2 separate regions of the Mus musculus genome follow, and region 1 is linked to region 2. The links are chromatin contacts, called in public Hi-C maps. All regions are on one chromosome and are shown on one strand. The core of a region is the stretch at or near the end of the contact, and the rest is flanking DNA. Distances in the headings are between cores, read along the strand shown. Region 1 has its middle 5.5 kb from the start of Gm46748. Region 2 has its middle 54 kb from the start of Mtx2.

The links. A called contact is a pair of places that touch in the nucleus more often than the background predicts.
Region 1: a Hi-C map of the HPC-7 cell line shows a contact between it and region 2, with 4 times the contacts expected there. The contact joins two enhancer-like sites. A contact is called at or near these places in 1 of 39 promoter capture datasets (the 3T3-L1 cell line), 6 of 484 Hi-C or Micro-C datasets (the 3T3-L1 cell line, 3T3-L1-derived adipocytes, the HPC-7 cell line and 3 more) and 1 of 115 datasets of contacts at active chromatin or transcription factors (embryonic stem cells).

Annotation. Positions count from the first base shown.
Region 1 is chr2:75,053,666-75,058,557 of GRCm38.p6, forward strand. No RefSeq gene overlaps it. Among named protein-coding and RNA genes, the nearest start is that of Gm46748, 5.5 kb to the right of the region's middle. Within about 2 kb of position 1,711, at least 77 of the 459 cell types and tissues checked have an H3K27ac peak or open chromatin away from gene starts, as enhancers often do. A contact at or near this core is called in the HPC-7 cell line, where this site is marked.
Region 2 is chr2:74,877,411-74,882,072 of GRCm38.p6, forward strand. No RefSeq gene overlaps it. Among named protein-coding and RNA genes, the nearest start is that of Mtx2, 54 kb to the left of the region's middle. Within about 2 kb of position 2,296, at least 2 of the 459 cell types and tissues checked have an H3K27ac peak or open chromatin away from gene starts, as enhancers often do. A contact at or near this core is called in the HPC-7 cell line, where this site is marked.

The DNA of each region.
Region 1 (4,892 bases), core at 461-2,960, 180 kb after region 2:
GGGGGGGGCAGACCTTGTAACTGTTGACAAGATACTGAGTCTCCCTGACATTTTTCTCTTCTGTGGTGAGAATAATAATTAGAACCTGCTTGTATTTTTTTTTTTTTTTTGAGGACTTGGTGAGTGTCTTAGTTGCTATTCTATTGCCGTGAAGAGACTCCATGGCCAAGGCAATTTTTATAAAAGAAAACATTTAATGGGGGCTTGCTTACAGCCTCAGAGAGCTAGCATATTTTTCTTCCTATTCTTATTCTTCCCATGGAGAACATGGAAGCAGGCTTGGTGCTGGAGAAGTAGCTGAGAGCTACACCCTGATGCAGAAGCAGTGTTTGAAACCTCAAAACCTGTCCACAGTGACACGGCCAGCTACAACAAGGCCACACCCACTCCAGCAAGGTCATACCTCCTAATCCTTACACTAACTGGGGACCAAGCATTCCGTCATATGACCTATGGGGTTCTTCTCATTTACAGCACCACAGTGAGTTAATACACAGGAGATGCTGAATATGTGGCACGTGGTCAGTATCAGCTGCTAACTCCCCCTCATTTGTACACACATTTGTCTCACTGCCTTGCCCAGGACTGTGGTTAAAATGAAATTACTAACCCTGGATGGAGAATGTATGGCACAGGATAGACATGATCATCTGATGCAACCGAGTATGCCGCTAATTTTCAAGGGGCTATTTTTAAGTAGGAAGTTCAAGGTTTTAGGTTTCAATCCATATCTCCATTTAAAATGGTTCTCCAGGCGTTCATGGGGGGGGTGGGGGGGTGGTGTTCATTCGCTCCATGTTCTCTGTTCCTACTTATCTCCCGTGCCAGCTTTTGGGTTTTCTAGAACTCACTTTCTACAGCCCCCTCAGAAAAGTGGAAGAGTTAAACAGCAGACAGAGACCTCCTTGAAATTTCACTAGCCTGTGGCAGCAGCTTCTGGGGCAGGTTGGACCAAGAAATCCCATCCTACACCGGGCCAGGCACCATGCCTGCAAAGCTCTCAGGCCACACAAATCTGGCGATTATGCCTGTAAAGTCTTTGTTCTGGATGGGCTGGCCCTTGGATTTGAAAGGGTTCTCCTTTCTTAGAGCCACATGCAGAACTAAACTGCACTTCGAGGATACGCAGGAATCGTATTTACCTCCCTGTTCACAACCTGGCGACCCTAGCTGTCCCTTTGCCCCTGGCCTGGGTCCCACATTTTGCATCTCACCACAGCTTACAGAGTCAGGCTTGGGGACAGTGAGAACCTAGCTCTGCTTTCCAGCGGGGTGGCGGGGTTATTGAAACGGATATGCCTTTCATAGCCCTTTTTGTTAGGTGTCACATGGCTCCACAGGACGCTCCATCCTAACATCCTCCTGTGGTCTGAACGGTGGTGACGGGGATGGGGGTTGAGGGGGCAAGGCTTGGGGGAAGGGCTGCTTAAAGCTTTCCTTTCCACGTCATACCTCTGGGGGAAGACAGGATTTCTCTTTCCTTCCTTCCTTCCTCCTTCCTTCCTCCCTTCCTTCCTTCCTCCCGTCCCTCCCTCCCCTCTCTCTTTACTTAAAGCAAACCCTCAAGACACTCCCCCCAAAAGAAACAAAACAACAACAAAAGACAAAAACAAATAAACAAAAAAACCCCAAGTTCCTCGAATAGATTGCTTTCAATTTCCCCTCCCCCCTCCATATAGCCCACGACGCCACCAACAGTGCCACCTAGTGGCCAAATACAAATTTGTCCCTTCATTCTGAGTCGGCCAGCTTTTTAAAAGAAAAGAGAATGTCTCAGGGAAGTAAATGAAAAAAACAAAACAAAAAAAAAAAAATGTTGTTTGGGGAGGGGGCATGTTCCTATATTTTCTTAAGAACATAATGAGGCCTAAAACCCGTTTTCTCTAGTTTCTTCCTGCAGGCGTTTACATTCTTAAAGTAACAGCCACTCTGATTTTATTATAATTTTAAAGTTGCCTGCTGATGATCAGTATTTTACACTTCAGCACGGATAATCTACACTTCAAAGTGTAATATTTTTAAATGAGTGACATAAAAACAAACCAGAAACATGTCTCAGACTTTACAACCACATTGCCTGGTAAAAATGCTATATATTTTAATATTAAAATTTAAAATGCTGTATATTTTTTAATAGTAGTAATCTCTAGGAGGAGATGAGAATTTTAGCCAATGGATTCTTTTCAAAAGCAGAGGAAACAGTGAAAAACCTCTTTAATGAAATCTCTTGGACGTTTCAAAAAATGAAAACTCCTGATTTCACTTTAAATGAAATTTAAATTTTTAAATAATTTCATGTTCTCAGGAAGCTTCGGAATAGCATAAATAAGACCTGTGCACTACCTGGCTTTTCCCAATAGTGACATTTAACAAGACTCTAGTATGCTGTCAACACAGGAAACCAACATGGGTACAGTTCATGCGATTTATTCTTGTCCCACCTGCTCTGTGTGCGCTCATTCTTGTGTGAATATAGTTCTATGCAATGTCATCGTATGTGTAGATATACGTACCAACGCCATGATCCGAATTCTTCCATCACCACAGAACGGCATTGTGCTACCTCTTTCTTATTAAAAAAAAGAAAAGAAAGAAAGAGAGAGAGAAAGAGAGAGAAAGAAAGAAAAGACCAAACATGCCATTGTCTCTGCAGGAATAAGGCACGAGAGCAGCAACAGCAAGGCCATCACAAAGTTGTTGAACACCATAGCGTGTTATGTTATTGTTTAAATAATAGTGCTACGTATCCCCCAGCTGTAACAGTTTCCATTTAAAGAGATCACAGCAACAGGCAAAGAAATGGCAATTCATAGGATGCCTTCTAACACATCAGATTAAACCCCACAGCCACTAGGCACTAAGCCAGGTGTTGAAGGCACTACACGGAAGGGCAAAGTGCACTGCTCAGCCCCAGCCCCTAAGTCTTTAGCCAAGACTTTCCTTGAGACCTTTCAGTGGCCAGGGCCACCCTAGGCTCTGTAGATTCAAGAGTAAGGCCTGCTCTGACTACACAGCTGGGCACAGAGCCATTGCTGACAGAGTTGGATGGAACGTGCGCTTACCTTTCTAACTCTTTACCTCTTGCGGGGTGGGTTTACAGCTTCAAACTTACCTACCAGTAGGTCTACAATATGTTGGGAAAGCTGCTTTATCACGAGAAGCAAGGGTGATTTGAGTAGCTCCTCTGAGGGAAGCAAAGGTGAGATGCAGTGTGTGAGCACCTGGGAGTCAGCCATAGGCCTCTGTGTCGGCTTTGCCACCCATTCCCTGGGGTCCTTACATGACCGTTGATTACCTTAAATTTCCCCATGTCAAGGCGAGGGACTTCAGCAGATCATGGCCAAAGTCCTCTCCGTGCTATCTTATAAAGTAAAGGTTAAAAGGTTTCTTGGTGGTATAGGATTCTAATTATTGAGTTGGTGATAAAAGTTAATTAGAAATGCTTCATACAATTTAAAATAGGCTTCTATCTCAAAATGGATGGTTTAAGGACTGTGGATTCTTGTAAATAACCCTGGGGTATTTATTACAACTGTACTAATGGTATCACTGTCCTACATTCCTGGTGAGTGGAGATCTCGCTGATGAAGGAATTCTGGAGTTCAAACGCGCCTCTCCCACCTGTGCCACCTTTCAGAGCCATTAAAGCCAATGAACTTCATCTGCTCTCTTCAGTTTGCCATTTACTGACATGATATCAGGCATCTAGTTTACTAGATGAAATTTAAAACACAGATAAATATTTCATGTTCAAGATTTTAAAGGATTCTGATACACGAACAGAACTTCAGCTGTGTGGACTGGGGAGCTGGCTCGGTGGATACAGCACCTGCTGGCCAAGTGCTGGAACCAGCATTCGGATCCCCAGAACTCACATCCAAGTTGGGTGGGTACAGTAGCCAGCTTGAATCCCAGAACCTGGGAGGCAGAGGCTGGGGCTTCCTTCAGCAAGCTGGTTGGCTCAACTTGGTGAGCTCTGAGTTCAGGAAGCAGGTCTGTCTCAGTGAATAAAGTGGAGCGTGACCCAGGAAGAAGACAGACATCAACTGCAGACCTCTACATGCGTGTCCATGTGCACCAGCACACACATGAGTGCACAGTGCTCACGGCATTCCTGCCACACCAAAGTCTTCACACGTGTGACTTATGATCCACGCAAAAGGATAAGACCTTCAATGACCTTGGAATAATATTTCTAGCCACCAAAACTTAACATTTGTTTAAAAATACTAATATTGACAATCCCCTACCTCTGGGCATCACACATACCGGAAAATATGGACAAAATTTAAGTAAGAAAATGTAGAATGAAAGGTTCATAGTCTAAGAGGCGATAATCTATTTTCAAATGGTTGGCCATTTTAAGGGATTTATTCTTTCGGTTAAGGTATTTTAGGTGAACATTTACTATATGCCAGGCATTGGAGAAATAACAAGGAATAAAACATAAAAATAACTGCCTTTATGGCTTTTCATTCTTGGGTATAAGTTGAAAAGACAGGATAGAAGGCAAAAAATGAGGGAAGTTACCTCACTAGAAGGTAATAGAAGAAATACGTAAGACAGAAAGAAGGTGTGTGTGAGTGCGTGTGTGCATGTGTGTATGTGTGTGTGTGTGTGTGTGTGTGTGCTTGTGCGTGTGCGTGTGTGTGTGTGTGTGTGTGTGTGTGTGTGTGTGTAGTGCAATTTTACATGGAATGGTCCAAAAAGGCCTCTGAGAAGAGGGGATGCTTATGAGAACTGGAAGGATGAAAGTGCCGGTACATTCCAGCTCCCTAATTCCAGGCACAGCTGGATTCCAAGGATGAAGAAGTTTGCTTGCAGCTCTTAGCATGAAGACCCTGGCCTGCTCCTCACGGGCTGTCTCTGAGATGTCTAACTTTATGAATGCA
Region 2 (4,662 bases), core at 1,046-3,545:
ATATCTCATCTCCTCCCAACTTCCTGTCTTTAAAAAGTTACAAGGTTTTTACAACCTATGTCAAATTGCTCATGTGTGTGAGGTCATCCACTGTAGGTTGTGGGGCAGCATACCATCTGCTTCCCTCTTCCCAAAGAAAAGTGACTCCCTTCCCAGCAGCCAGTAATTGCCATTGGCTTCTCTTCGAGGAGTGACACATGGGGAGGAACCCTTCGCCCCTCCATGCTGACAGAGTCTTTCTTATCATTTGTATTTCAACTCCAAATTAACACTTCTCTCTCCATTGAGACAGGGCTTCTCTCCATAGACCAGGTTGGCCTCAAACTCAGAGATCCACCTGCCTCTGCCTCTTTGTGTTTGGTTTAAAGATGTGCGCCACCACTGCCAGACTTCAAGCTAAAACTTGTAAGGGGTAATTTTCATCTTTCCATCCCATGGTTGGGGGGGTGGGGGGAGGGACAATACCTTACTGTGTAGCTTTGGCCTGGAGCTCACAGAGACTAGTCTGCCTCTGTCCCTAGAGTACTGGGGTTATAGGCCTTTGCCACCACTTCAGTTTTTGTTGTTGTTGTTTTGTGTGAGTCCTTGTCTGCATGTTTGTATGTATACCAAGTCACTGTAACTGAAGTTTCAGGTAATTGTGAGCTGCAGTACAGGTGCTGGGTCTGGACCTGAGAATGGCAGCTACTTTTAACTACTGAGTCCAGTCCCTAGAGTGCTTATTTTAGTCCATTCAACAAACAGCCAGGGTTGGGTTGTGTAAAGTAAGTACTCTGGAGAGAGCAAACAGCGTGTGAAATTTAAATCAGAATTAATCCACAGTAGTAGCTCTGGTTGCCTGGGGCCACGGTTCTGGTTCTTATCGGGTTAAATGCAGAGGGGCGTGGTTTTGGAGGGTAATGAAAATTTATTCTGATTTAATGTTTATAAGGTATATACATTTATCAAACTGCATTTTACTGTATATAAATTATAGCCCAATAAGGTTTAATTAAATAAATAATAATTCTCTTTTGTTCTCTGAATCGTAGAAAATAGAGACTTCCTTTTTAAAGCTTTAGGGGTAGCCCAGGCTAGTGCTGAGCCTTAAGGATTCTTGAGGCCTAGTTACACTTGGCTGTTCATCTAGGTCTCTGTCCTCCTAGTGCAAGGAAACATTCCGGGAAATGAGCTCCAGCCTTAGGCTAGTCACTTCAGATTCTGGTTAAGCCAGACACCCAGCCCGGTTGTTAGTCTCCTGTACCTCCTTCCTTGTCTCTTATACCACTGTACAGTTCTCAAGTGATTTGGTGCTATACCACACATCGCTTTAGATAAAGTAAAACAGGTTTTGGTTGAAGAATTCAGTACCTAGTGTGTGATTTTTGAGAATGTCAGCTTGTGGCCATGTCATTTTATCCACATGACTGTATGCCTTGTTGTCATTGCTCCCTGCCTCTCCATTTAAGCAGCCGTCACACACTCAATCAGAAAGGCAGACAGGTGTTATTAGTGGGAGCTCTGCCATGTTAGGACCCATCCATCTATGTAACGGCATTAAAATTTTTAAAAAGTTAAAATAAAACTACTTGTCTGTCAAACATATCTTGGGCTACATTCATCTGATTGACTCCCTTCACAAACCCGTTGACTTGGGACTAAAACTGTGATGTACCAGTGGGCATGGTGGTTTAATTCCAACACACAAGAGTCAGACAGATCTCTGAGTGCAAGGCCACCTTTTCCTACACAGTGTGTGTCAGGGCCTCCAGGGTTAGTCAGTGAAATCCCATCTCAAAAAAAAAAAAAAAAAAAAAAAAAAGCAATGTAAAGGCATTTGCTGAGGAGGCAAGGAGCTTTCTCTGTAGTACATCTTACCCTCTGCCTGACTAAGGACCGCTGGCGCTTAAGTTGTGTCTAGTGCTAAACAATAGTAATAAAGTTGATGGCATCATGTGGCTTTAGTTATTGGCCATTGTGAAGAGCTTTCCTTTTTACTAGTAGCAAATGTTAACTTTGCTGTGGCTTTGAGCAAAGCTACATTTGTACACGATTGCAGTGTTTCAGAAGTAATGAGAGAACGTGTGTAGCTCCCAAATGACCCGTTACAGTGTCTAATACTTGGGTAAGAATTCCATTTTCTCATTTATTATTTGGTCACTCACCCATTTAATATATATTTAAATGTAGGCAGAAGCACATTGGTGGTTTCTCTTCTCTAAAGGTACTTAGAACCTTTAGAGTGTTAGGAACAAGCAAACCCAGCACTGGGACCGCACAGGCGAGTATTGCTGAGATGGGCTTAATGAAACCTCAGAGGATCAGCTGGACTGTGGGCAAACGCCTCATTTCCTGTGGATGTTCCCCTCACAAGTGGAGCAGAGCTTCCTCGGGCCTCACAATTATCACCCACTTGTTCTCTAGGTCTCAAGTTGGGTTTTTCTTTTTTTTTCCCTTGCATTAGTCAGGTTGAAGGATTCATGGTATTAATCACGAGTGAAGTTGTTATTTATCACCTGCTGGGTGAGAAATAATAATTTTGGCAGGAGTGGGGCAGCAGGCCAGAGGTACCAAATTAAGTAAAACATCTAAACACCAGCAAGGATCATTTCTCTGATTAATGAATTGTTACAAAGGAAAAGCACTACTCATTATCTGCTCTCACCAATACAGAATGGGGCATGTAAGAGGAAACAGGACCAGCTTGCTCAGGCCAGCTTTTGTTTGTTTCATTATTTTTCCCTTCTATAGAACTGTGCTGCAGTCACACCAGCTTTTGGTTTTCTTTGTTACCAAAGTACAGAAATGGAAAAATAACTTGTTTAAATATTACATTAGAAAATATTAAAATGATTATTGAAACAATGATTTTTTTTTTTGAGACAATGTCTTAGTGTATCCTTGGGTGGCCTAGACTAGGTTGGCCTTGAACTCCAAGAATCCAGGAGGCAGCTTTGTCACTCTTCTTTTTTTTTTTTTATTATTATTATTAGGTATTTATTTCATTTACATTTCCAATGCTATCCCAAAAATTCCCCACACCCTCCCACTCCCACTTCTTGGCCCTGGCGTTCCCCTGTACTGGGGCATATAAAGTCTTCACGACCAATGGGCCTCTCTTTCCACTGATGGCTGACCAGGCCATCTTCTGATACATATGTAGCTAGAGACAGGAGCTCTAGGGGGGTACTGGTTAGTTCATATTGTTGTTCCACCTATAGGGTTGCAGATCCCCCCAGCTCCCTGGGTATTTCCTCCAGCTCCTCCATTGGGGGCCCTGTGATCCATCCAATAGCTGACTGTGAGCATCCACTTCTGTGTTTGCTAGGCCCCAGCATAGCCTCACAAGAGACAGCTACATCTGGGTCCTTTCAGCAAAATCTTGCTAGTGTATGCAATGGTGTCAGTGTTTGGAGGCTGATTATGGGATGGATCCCCGGGTATGGCAGTCTCTAGATGTGTCTAGAATCCAATGAGGAAAAATAAAAGGCAAAATGTACAAGGAAACAGGAGAAACATCAGTTGGTAGGCCTAGAAATGGCACATGTAAAGAGTTAGACAAGGGCATGCAGTGATCATACGTTGGGGAAGGTAAACGTGTGCTAAGGATTGAATACAAAGAAATCAGGATTACATAGTTTGCTTTTCAGAAAGTGTATTTTAATAAGTATTGAAAGTCTTGAAAAATTGTATTTTCAAACAAGAGGAGAAAATATTCCTGAATGACAGATTCAATTGCTAAACTTTGTTGTTGCACTAGAAATTACCTTGTGATTTTTATATCATGTATATCTGTGTGTTTATAGTTAAATACTAGAATAAACTGTTTCCTTTTTTATTTTGTTAAAGCTTTATGCATATGATAATTACTGTAGATTAATAACATATTTCTTCTTCCAGTGGTCTTCAATAGTAGTTAAAGAACACTATTTCCATGCACACCGAATCAGAATACAATGTATCAAATGAGACCTTTACTTCTGAAATAGTCCATGAAAAAGGGTGGCTTTATTTTAAGCTCCTTTGACAATGACTTTTAAAAGAACGTATCAAGTCAAAAGCATCTTTAATAGAAGGATCATCAAGGGTTCTGTATTTGGTCTCCTCCTATAGTGCCAGGATTGAAACCACAAATATGAAAACTGTCGACTAACAAAACTCAGCTAGTGCTTCTAAAAACTGAAAATTGAACTGCCATATGACCCATTTATACTTCTCCGGGCTATATTCCTGAAGGAATCCAAGTCAGGATATAAATAAAGATACTGCAAATCTGTGGCAAAAAGTGGCAGTAAATGTCATGGATAGCTAAAGCAATGTGGTTGACACAAACTATCTGAAATGGCCATGGAAGATGAATTTAGAAGTAAATTTGAACTAGATTAAGTAATTTATACATTTTGGCAGCACGTGTTTGTTTTAGATAAACCTGTGCATGGAAATTGCACTGGACTTGGAATCAGAACTTGAGTTCTGGACTTGAGTCAGACTCGTGGCTCCACATGGTAGCAGCATCCGCATATCAGACAGCTCAGTCCCTCTCTGAGTCTGAGCCTTCTCCTTTACAGAGTGGAAATCTTAATGCTGATTCCATCTGCCTCACTATCTTGGTGTAAAGAAAAAATGGAGATTGTGGAGGATGAAGTGCTCCAGAAACTTGTGTTATTTTTATTGGAGAAAATA